Regions from separate parts of the Mus musculus genome. Here region 1 is linked to region 2. The links are chromatin contacts, called in public HiChIP or PLAC-seq maps. All regions are on one chromosome and are shown on one strand. Each heading gives the region's core, a stretch centred on a gene start, on an enhancer-like site or on the middle of the called end of the contact. The rest is flanking DNA. Distances are from core to core; before and after follow the strand shown. Region 1 has its middle 32 kb from the start of Slf2. Region 2 has its middle 20 kb from the start of Scd1.

Evidence for each region. HiChIP or PLAC-seq counts read pairs in DNA pulled down with a chosen protein or histone mark.
Region 1: an H3K27ac HiChIP or PLAC-seq map of extraembryonic endoderm stem cells shows a contact between it and region 2, with 5 times the contacts expected there. The contact joins two enhancer-like sites. A contact is called at or near these places in 4 of 484 Hi-C or Micro-C datasets (the Ba/F3 cell line, the N1E-115 cell line, nephron progenitors and 1 more), 4 of 115 datasets of contacts at active chromatin or transcription factors (embryonic stem cells, extraembryonic endoderm stem cells, pancreatic cancer cells and 1 more) and 1 of 9 other capture datasets (embryonic stem cells).

The regions. Positions count from the first base shown.
Region 1 is chr19:44,896,903-44,900,900 of GRCm38.p6, forward strand. No RefSeq gene overlaps it. Among named protein-coding and RNA genes, the nearest start is that of Slf2, 32 kb to the right of the region's middle. Within about 2 kb of position 2,724, at least 76 of the 459 cell types and tissues checked have an H3K27ac peak or open chromatin away from gene starts, as enhancers often do. A contact at or near this core is called in extraembryonic endoderm stem cells and trophoblast stem cells, where this site is marked.
Region 2 is chr19:44,425,767-44,430,214 of GRCm38.p6, forward strand. No RefSeq gene overlaps it. Among named protein-coding and RNA genes, the nearest start is that of Scd1, 20 kb to the left of the region's middle. Within about 2 kb of position 2,090, at least 10 of the 459 cell types and tissues checked have an H3K27ac peak or open chromatin away from gene starts, as enhancers often do. A contact at or near this core is called in extraembryonic endoderm stem cells and trophoblast stem cells, where this site is marked.

The sequences.
Region 1 (3,998 bases), core at 1,474-3,973, 470 kb after region 2:
CCTGCAGACGTTCCCTAAGGTCAGAAGCCCCAGCTTTGACCTTGACAGAACCAAAGTCATCCAAGTCGAAATTAAGATAACAGAGATAGAAACCCTCAGCTGAGCCAAGCCGTAGTGAAGCACGCCTTTAATCCCAGTTCTCAGGAGGCAGAGGCAGAGGCATCCTGGTCTACAGAGCAAGTTCAGGATACCCAGAGCTACACAGAGAAACACAAACCCTGTCTCAAAAAGAGAAAGCGAGAGAGCGAGAGAGAAGAGAAGAGAAGAGAAGAGAAGAGAAGAGAAGAGAAGAGAAGAGAAGAGAAGAGAAGAGGACCTCTGTCCTAAGGCAATTGGTTTTCCCCATACTCCAGTTTCAGAAATGATATCTGTTGCACTTGGTGACTATAATAGTCTGACACATCCTGGCTTTCCCTGTATTGCTGATGTTACGGTGCGGGGAGTGGGGCAGGATAGAGGAGGCTCAGGGAAAACCTAAAAGATCTGCACAGCCTCACACAGAACTCCACAATGTCAGGTGGGAGACTTGTAAGGTCTTTGTCCCCCATTCTTTTCTGCCTCAAATACAGAACCAAGGTCAGACCTGAAGTGACTTGGCCAAGGTCCCATAGTCAGTGGCAGAGCTAGAAGGGGGACCCAAGGTAACCAGCCTTTGACTCCTGGTTCTTTACAAAACTCTGCTATCTTCTACATCCCGCTTATGTCAAAGAGTATGGTGTCCTTCGCCAAGTCGCTGCAGCCACCACAGCCCCCAGGCTGACCTTCCCTCCCACCAAGGAGGACAAGCTTGTTCTCTCTAGAGCAAGATTGGTCTCTTTCCCCAAGGCCAATGCACTGGCGCTCCCCCAGGGCCTGGAAGAGGGAATACACGTTGGGAGAAGCATTTGAACTTTCTCTTCTACTCCAGGGAGATAGCAGAGGCTGACCATTCTTTATCTATTTGGAGGACAAGGAGTGAAGGGGAGGCAGAGCATCTCAAGGACTTGCTGTATCTTCAGAGAGTCCCAGTAATGTTGTCCCTTGATCGCTGTGAATGTGTTTATACCAAAAACACTTCAAATAACCTTTACTCTGTGTCAGTATTCTTCTAAGCATATTACGGATTCATTTGCTAATTATATTTTATGTAAATGTAAGCTGGGCATGGTGGCACATGTCTGTAATACTATCATATAGGAGGCAGAGGCAGGAGTGTCAGGAGTTCAAGGTATGCCTTAAACTACCTAGGAAGTCCCAGGCCAACCCTGGCCCCATGGCAGAAATAACTAGTATGTGTGCATCAAACCATTCTGTCCCCTGGAACTCAGTGTGTGTGGGCCTGTGAAGGGGGCTGGGGACAGAGGACAATGACAGGCCTCCTATTCTATCACTCTCTAACTTACTCCCTGAGACAGGATCTCTCTCTCTCACTGAGACTAACTGCTGGGCTGGGGGCCAGAAAGCCCCAGTGAGGGCCTGGAGAGCTACCTCAGGAGAGGAGAGTGCTTTCTACTTTTGCAGGGTTCAATTTGCAGCACCCACAAATGTAGTTCAATTTCAGGGGCTCTGATGCCTCTGGGTTGGATGTCTTCACCTGCTTCAGAGTCTTCAGCTGCTCTCCGCAGGCAGGAACATGGTGCATGGTCATCCTCGCAGGCAATCGCTCACACAAGCACACCTCCGCAATCTTCCTGTTTCTTCCCCATACACATACCTGGGGTGCTGGGGTTGCATCGGTGCTATGGGTGGCTTTTTTCCTGTGGGTTCTGCATATTTGAAACCATCAGTCTCCCCAACCCAATCTGGCCCCCTCTTTTAACCTTAGATTCTCTTTGCCTCTTGTTCTTGTGCCTGGAATACATTTGCATCTCTTCCGTGGGTGTTTATTGTCAGTTTGCTTCCTAGACTAAAATATTGACCCTGCAGAGATGGGGTGAGGGAAATTCCCTCTGCCTCCACGTTAGCCTGATGGATAAGAGCCAGAGGGTTTGGCTTTCAGTTCCTGCTCAACCAGATCCTAGCTGTGAGGCCTGGGGCAAGCTGTTTACACTCTGACTCAGTGGGACTAATAACAGTATCTACTTCAGAAGAGTACGAGGCTTTAGTAACTTAATCAAATGATATAGAATTACTTTATAAATTAATATTTAATCTCAATCCTCCTGTCTCAGCCTCCCTACTGATCAGATTTCACAAGAGTGCTCCCCCTCCCCCATGCCTTTGTGAAATTTTTAGACCTCACATGAAAGAATGGGGGGGAGGGGGCTTGAGGCTCCTGGCTGATGACAGCATGAGCTATCCAAGAGGGGGGGTGGGCGCTGAAAGCTGTTGCTCTAACAGGCAAGTAAGAATGTCTCAGGTAATAGCCCTCTCAAGAATGTGTGACATCCTGGGGCTGGAGTGTGAACCTCGACCTCTCTTAGGGCCAGATAAGGCAGATAACTTGTGTTCTGTGGATTTCCTCTCTCGATGCAAAGTGCCCCAGAGAAAGACTGAAGTTCAGAGTTCGTTTTCTGTCCTGCTAAGCCTCCAAAGGCCTGGTGGGAAAATATCTACATAGCAGGCTTTGGAAAGGCACATTCCCACGGCCTGGGAATCTTCTCTTTACAGCCAGTACAAGGACTGGGGGCTTCCTGTGATAGGGAGGAAGATTCTAAACATTCCAAAGAGATATGATGTCCTTTGAGTCAGCACAACTCTTGTTTACCACAATCTGGGTCACCCCTGCCCTTGGCTTCTTTGAAGAGCATGTTTCTGCTTGAGATAGGCAGCCCGGACCACAGATAGCTCCCATACCATCCCTATTTAGAGGCTTTCTGCCGGGCTCTGGGAGCTAGGGGTGAGGGGTGTGGTGCCAAGAACCCACGGCCCCCTGGCTCCCTCCCACACAGCAGCCCGCACTGACATCTCTGAGGCCTTTGATTAAAGAGACAAGTGACTTTGCCCATTCTATTGATCAGAATAAATTACTAGGAACTAATTTATGGGCCTCCCCACGGCCGATGACATGGTGGATTGTGCGCTATTGGTCAGTAAATTGGATTGTCAGGCTAGATTATTGGTTCGTATACAGTTATCTCTCATAGCAATATCAGGCAGCTCAGGTAGAGGAGTGAAATCCTTTCTCTGCTGCCAGCCTGCCAGGATGTCAGGCAGGAGGCCTTCTCCTTGGCTGCTGGGGAAGGGCGGGGAGGGGAGAGGAGGAGAGGGGAGGAGAGTTGAGCGAGGCCTCTGTGCAGGATGCTTATTAATTAGTGCAGCATCACAGCATTAAAAGAACATTAGTGTGGAATCGTCTGCAGAGTGATGGGGAAATGACATTGTGGGCCTCCTCCTGATTCTCCAGCTATGGCTCTGTTGGGTAGAAGCAGGGAGGGGGTTGATGAGCAGACAGGGGGATGGGAAAGATAAAGGGTGAGGGGCAAAAAGGGCCACGGGGAGGGGAAGGGAGAGGAAAGGCCATATTTGCTGGGAGTTGCAAGCAGAGCGGATCTGCTAAGTGCCAGCGTCGCTGAGCCACGCTGGGGAAATGGAGCTGCCGTTCTGCTCAGTACATCACAGCCAACGATGAAAAGTTCTGGAGCTGGGATTTCTCAGGCAATTTGGCCAGTGATGCATGGGGCAGTAGATCCTCGCGCACTCTTCCGTGCTTCTGCCAAGCCAGCAATAACAAAAACTTATTTTTTGCCAGGGAAACGGATATGAGTCAGGCAGGCCCATCAGGAGTAAGGGGGGCTTTACCACGCCACTGCGATTTGTACCGCTCCACTGTTTCCCCGAGCTCTAAAGACCTGCCAGGAGGAGACAAAGGCGAGACAATTTCGAGTTCATAGTCCTGTGTCCTCGAAGCATAACAGCGTGCCATAGATGGGGACATTCTGGGCCTGTGGGTTGCAAAGTCAGCGGTCTTTCCTTCGAGCCCACTGAGGAGGGGGGAAGTGGGGTGAGGGGGGTGAGCTGGGGTGCAGCTACAGATTCCCGGAAAAGGTTCACCCCCAACTCCAACCTCCCAAAAGCAT
Region 2 (4,448 bases), core at 840-3,339:
CACTGGTCTCAGTCAGATAGAGTTGGTTTATTGAGCCTATTTCCCAGAGCTGATTGATCAGGGCCATGGTTTAGACTCAGAGGCTGAACTGGGACATTGAGTTAATATCCTTCGGGGCATTTTAGGCCTGAGATCTACAACCATCTGTGTCAAGTTACTTCACCAATGAGGATTTAGAGGTAGGGGGTTTTCTATCTTTGGTGTGCATTTGTCCTGTTCCCATTGGTTAGGATATTCAACTGTGGTAGGGGGTTTGCCTTGTCTAATGTTCGTGTCTTAACTTGTCAATCAGGATGGGACTTGTCGGACATGCATGCCTTTACTTACCAACCAGGATTTCAGTTACCCAATGTGGTGGTTTGAATATGCTTGGCCTAGGGGCTGGCACTATTAGGAGGTGTGGCCTTGTTGGAGGAAGTGTGTCACTGTGGGGGTGGGCAATGAGAACCACCCCTAACCACCTTCTCCTAACCATGTGGGAACTAAGTCTTCTCCTAGTGGCCTTGAGATGAAGAGGCAAATCTCTCAGCTCCTCCTGCACCATGCCTGCCTGGATGCTGCCATGCTCCTACCTTGGTGATAATGAACTGAACCTCTGAACCCGTAAGCCAGCCTCAATTAAATGTTGTCCTTATAAGAGTTGCCTTGGTCATGGTATCTTGCCACCATAGTAAAACCATAACTAAGGCACCCACATACATGTCTCTTTTTGCCAAGTAGGATGTCAGTGCCCAGGGAGCTCTAGGGAACTCTAACTCTACTTGACCCTTACTGAAAACAGGAGTCTTATTATCCCAAATAGTTTTTTATATTAATGCAAGGGTCTCTATTATGTTGTGGTCTATCCCAGGGGCAGCTTATAAACGCAAATACAATAAAATCTTATACACAGGTGCAGGAAGTGCTGCTGGGTGGTTGGTTCAGGTCCAAGCTTATTGTGACTAACTATACAAAGCAATCCTGACTTCTGTTGTGATTGGTTTCCAAGAACGCCAAAGCACAGAACATTCTAGTAACAGCCTTAACAGCACAGGAGAAAGTTTCCTTATAATATTAGTGACAGCACAAAGTGGCAGGCTAGACAGGGAACAGGGCCTTAACATTTGACCTAGACCACAGCAAGTTCTACTGAAAGAAAATGAGATTTTGTATCTTGTGATTCATGTAAAAGAGTTGTCTATGAGCCCCTACCTGGGGCCGAGAACAAAGCAGAACAGACAGGGCTGTTGTTAAGACAGTCCTAAGAACAGCTTGATTGTACAAGCAGGGCTATCTTGTCTGGGTCAACACCACCTGGCCAGAACCTCCCCTCTGTCTACTGCCCCTTGACGCCGGGTAAAGTCATACATCAACTGGTTGCTATGTGAACAAGATAAGCCCCCAGCCCACAGGAACAAAGTCCTGATGCCCTGTAATCTTTCTGTTAATGTTTGAATAAGCCAATAGTGTGTCACTATGCTGAATTCCACACCCCTAAGCCCCTTACCCCATAAAAACCCCTAGCTTTCGAGCCTCGTGGCCGACATCCGTTATCTCCTGTGTGGGATGCATGTCGGTCCGGAGCTCCGTCATTACATCAAGAGATGGTCCTTCGTGATTTTTTGGGTGCACGCCGAATTGGGAATTGGGTGGGGGTTTCCCCACTAGGATTAACACTACATCCAGATCCGCAGGCAGCTGGAAACAAGAATAGCACAGGGTTTGGAATAAGCTTTTCAAGAGTTTATCACACCCGCAGTGAGACACTTCCTTCAACAAGGACACACAGCCTAACTCCTCTCAGGTAGGGCCACTCCTTGATGACTAAGCATTCAAATCTGAGCCTCTGGGGGCCATTCGTATTCAATCCACTGCAGCCACCCCAGTCAGTCTTTCCTTACAGATGGACTCTATCCTCCTGGAGGCTTTGTCAGGATCTCACCAGCTCTGTCCTGGGGAGTGTCGGTGCCCACTCCTCTGAGGCACCTAGAACTTTCTTCTGTTAAGTCATCAACTTCCAAAGGACATCCTTCAGATCATTATTCTCCAAACTAAATAATTTCTAGTCTGTCTCAAAAAAAAAAAAAAGTCATTACAACATGGTGACCAGAGGCCAAAGGGTTGGGCTAGGAATTTGCAGATTCAGGTGTAGATACTACAACCGACCATTTACTATCTGAGGCAGTGAACAAGTTGCTCCTCCCCCTCCTGCTCTTCCTCCTCCCCCTCCTCCTTCTCCTCCTCCCCTTCCCCTCCCCTCCCCTCCCCCTCCTCCTCCTGCTCCTCCTCCCCTTCCCCTCCCCCTCCTCCCCCTCCCCCTCCTCCTTCTCCTCCTCCCCTTCCCCTCCCCTCCCCCTCCTCCTCCTCCTGCTCCTTCTCCCCCTCTTTTTGTTTGTTTGTTCATTTGTTTGTTTTGAAGCAGGGTTTCTCTGTGTAGCCCTGGATGCCCTGGAACTTGCTCTGTAGACCAGGCTGGCCTTGAGCTTGGAGATCCACCTGCTTTGCCTCCCAAGTGCTGGGATTAAAGGCAAGTGCCACCACTGCCCGGCCTGACTAACTTTCTTAACTTCCTTGTGTCAGATTTCTCCCTCTCTATCCACCTGATCCAACAGGATTATGTGGCCATTTTATGGGCCATTCACTCGGCCTGGCATGCGGTGTGACAGCAGTTTCAGAGTGCTCACCGTGCGGGCTCCTGTCTCAGCTGAGATTAATTTAATGCCATTTATTGGTATAAGTGTACCAAGGGACCTGACTATCACAGTGTCCTGTGTCATTACTCCTGTGGTATCTAGACTTGGAAGGTCCATAAGGACATGCACAGGAAGTGACATCTGAGCAGGGACAAGGAGAATGTAGCCCTGAAAGGGACAGGAAGAGAATGGAAGTTTCTGGGAAGAGAGGCCAGCATGTGCTAAAGCCAAGTTTAGTGATGGCGCATCTGAAGACGGAGCAGAGGCCAGGAGCAGCAGAGTGATGACCAGGAACAGGCTGGAATTCTTGCAGGGCCTCATGTGGGCTGATATGAAACTGAACTTGGTCCTGGGGGCTGTAAAGAAGCCCCAAAGGGGTCAAAGCATAGGCCTGGGCAGGATATGCTAAAGCTCTATTTCTGAGTGTTAGGTCAGTAAATATCCCTGGGAAAGTTTAAAGGAGGAAACCAAGATCACTTGTACTGTCTACATATACAGTGGACACAGCCAATGACCGCCACAGTGACCACCATGACTGACCATCACAATGAACACTACAAATGATAACCTCAATGACAATGACTGACCACCACAGTGACCATGATGGCTTACCATCACAGTGGATAGTATACCTGATCACTATGGTGACAGAGACCGGGTCTCTCTCTACATAGTCCTGGCTGTCCTAGAACTTATTATATAGACTATGCTAGCCTCAAACTTAGAGAGATCCTCCTGCCTCTACCTGCTGGGCAATGGGATTAAGGTCATGCACTACCATACCCTGCTGGAATATCTTACTTTCAAAATACCCTATCAGGACACTGAATCAATTTAGTCAGATTAGTATATGGCATGTTGGTTAAATACCTGGGCTCTGAATGAATTCAGCCTGCCTGGCTTCAAGGCAGGCTTCAAGGCCTGGCACTCCAGTTGTCCGCTGTGTGATGTGAGGGAGTTCGAGCATCTCTTAGCCCTTCATACCCGATAAGACTATTGTGAAAGGCGAAACAGCCCGTCAGGATTGTGCTATACATTTAGCGCAACGTCTGATGGCAATGGCGAATGAGCATGCTCTCTTCCCCTCACAACTGACACCGCAACCACACTGCAGGCAGCCACAGGGCAGGGCAAGGATTGATCTGAAACTTGTAACCATGCAAAGATGCTATCTCCTCTGAACTGGGCTCTTTATAAATCTCAAAATCATTATTATTACTTAACTCTACCTTGAGAATTAAAGCACGTGCCCACAAATTTAAAAATCAACAAAAACTACTTCTGAGACAATATCTATCAGTTTTCCCTTTTTATACATGTACATACATGTCCAGATGTGTGTGTGTTCAGTTAGCGTGGGCTCACATGTGGGAGTCAGAGGACAGCCTTGGGTGTTGCTCCTTGCTTCCCAACGTGCTTTTAAGGCCGTATCTCTCGCTGTGCATCCCTGTGACCACCAGGCTACCTGGCCCCTGAGCTTTCCAGGATTCTCCTGTCAGCCTCCCCTCATGACAGATGCGCTGGGATTACATACGTGTGCTGTCACATCTGACTTTATATGAGTTGTGGGGATCTGAACTCTGTCGTTTGTGCTGTTGTGGCAAAGCTCTCTCTATCTGCCATCTCCTTGGCCTGAGAAGACTGTGTTCTGAAGGTTCCTACAATTACTAAAACAATACTCTGTGAGTTCCCTGGTGCCCTCCCTTTTCTTTCTCTCTGCCTTTGTCTTCTCTCAAGCAAATCTTCAGGGAACTCAGAGCCTTCAATGCATTTTGT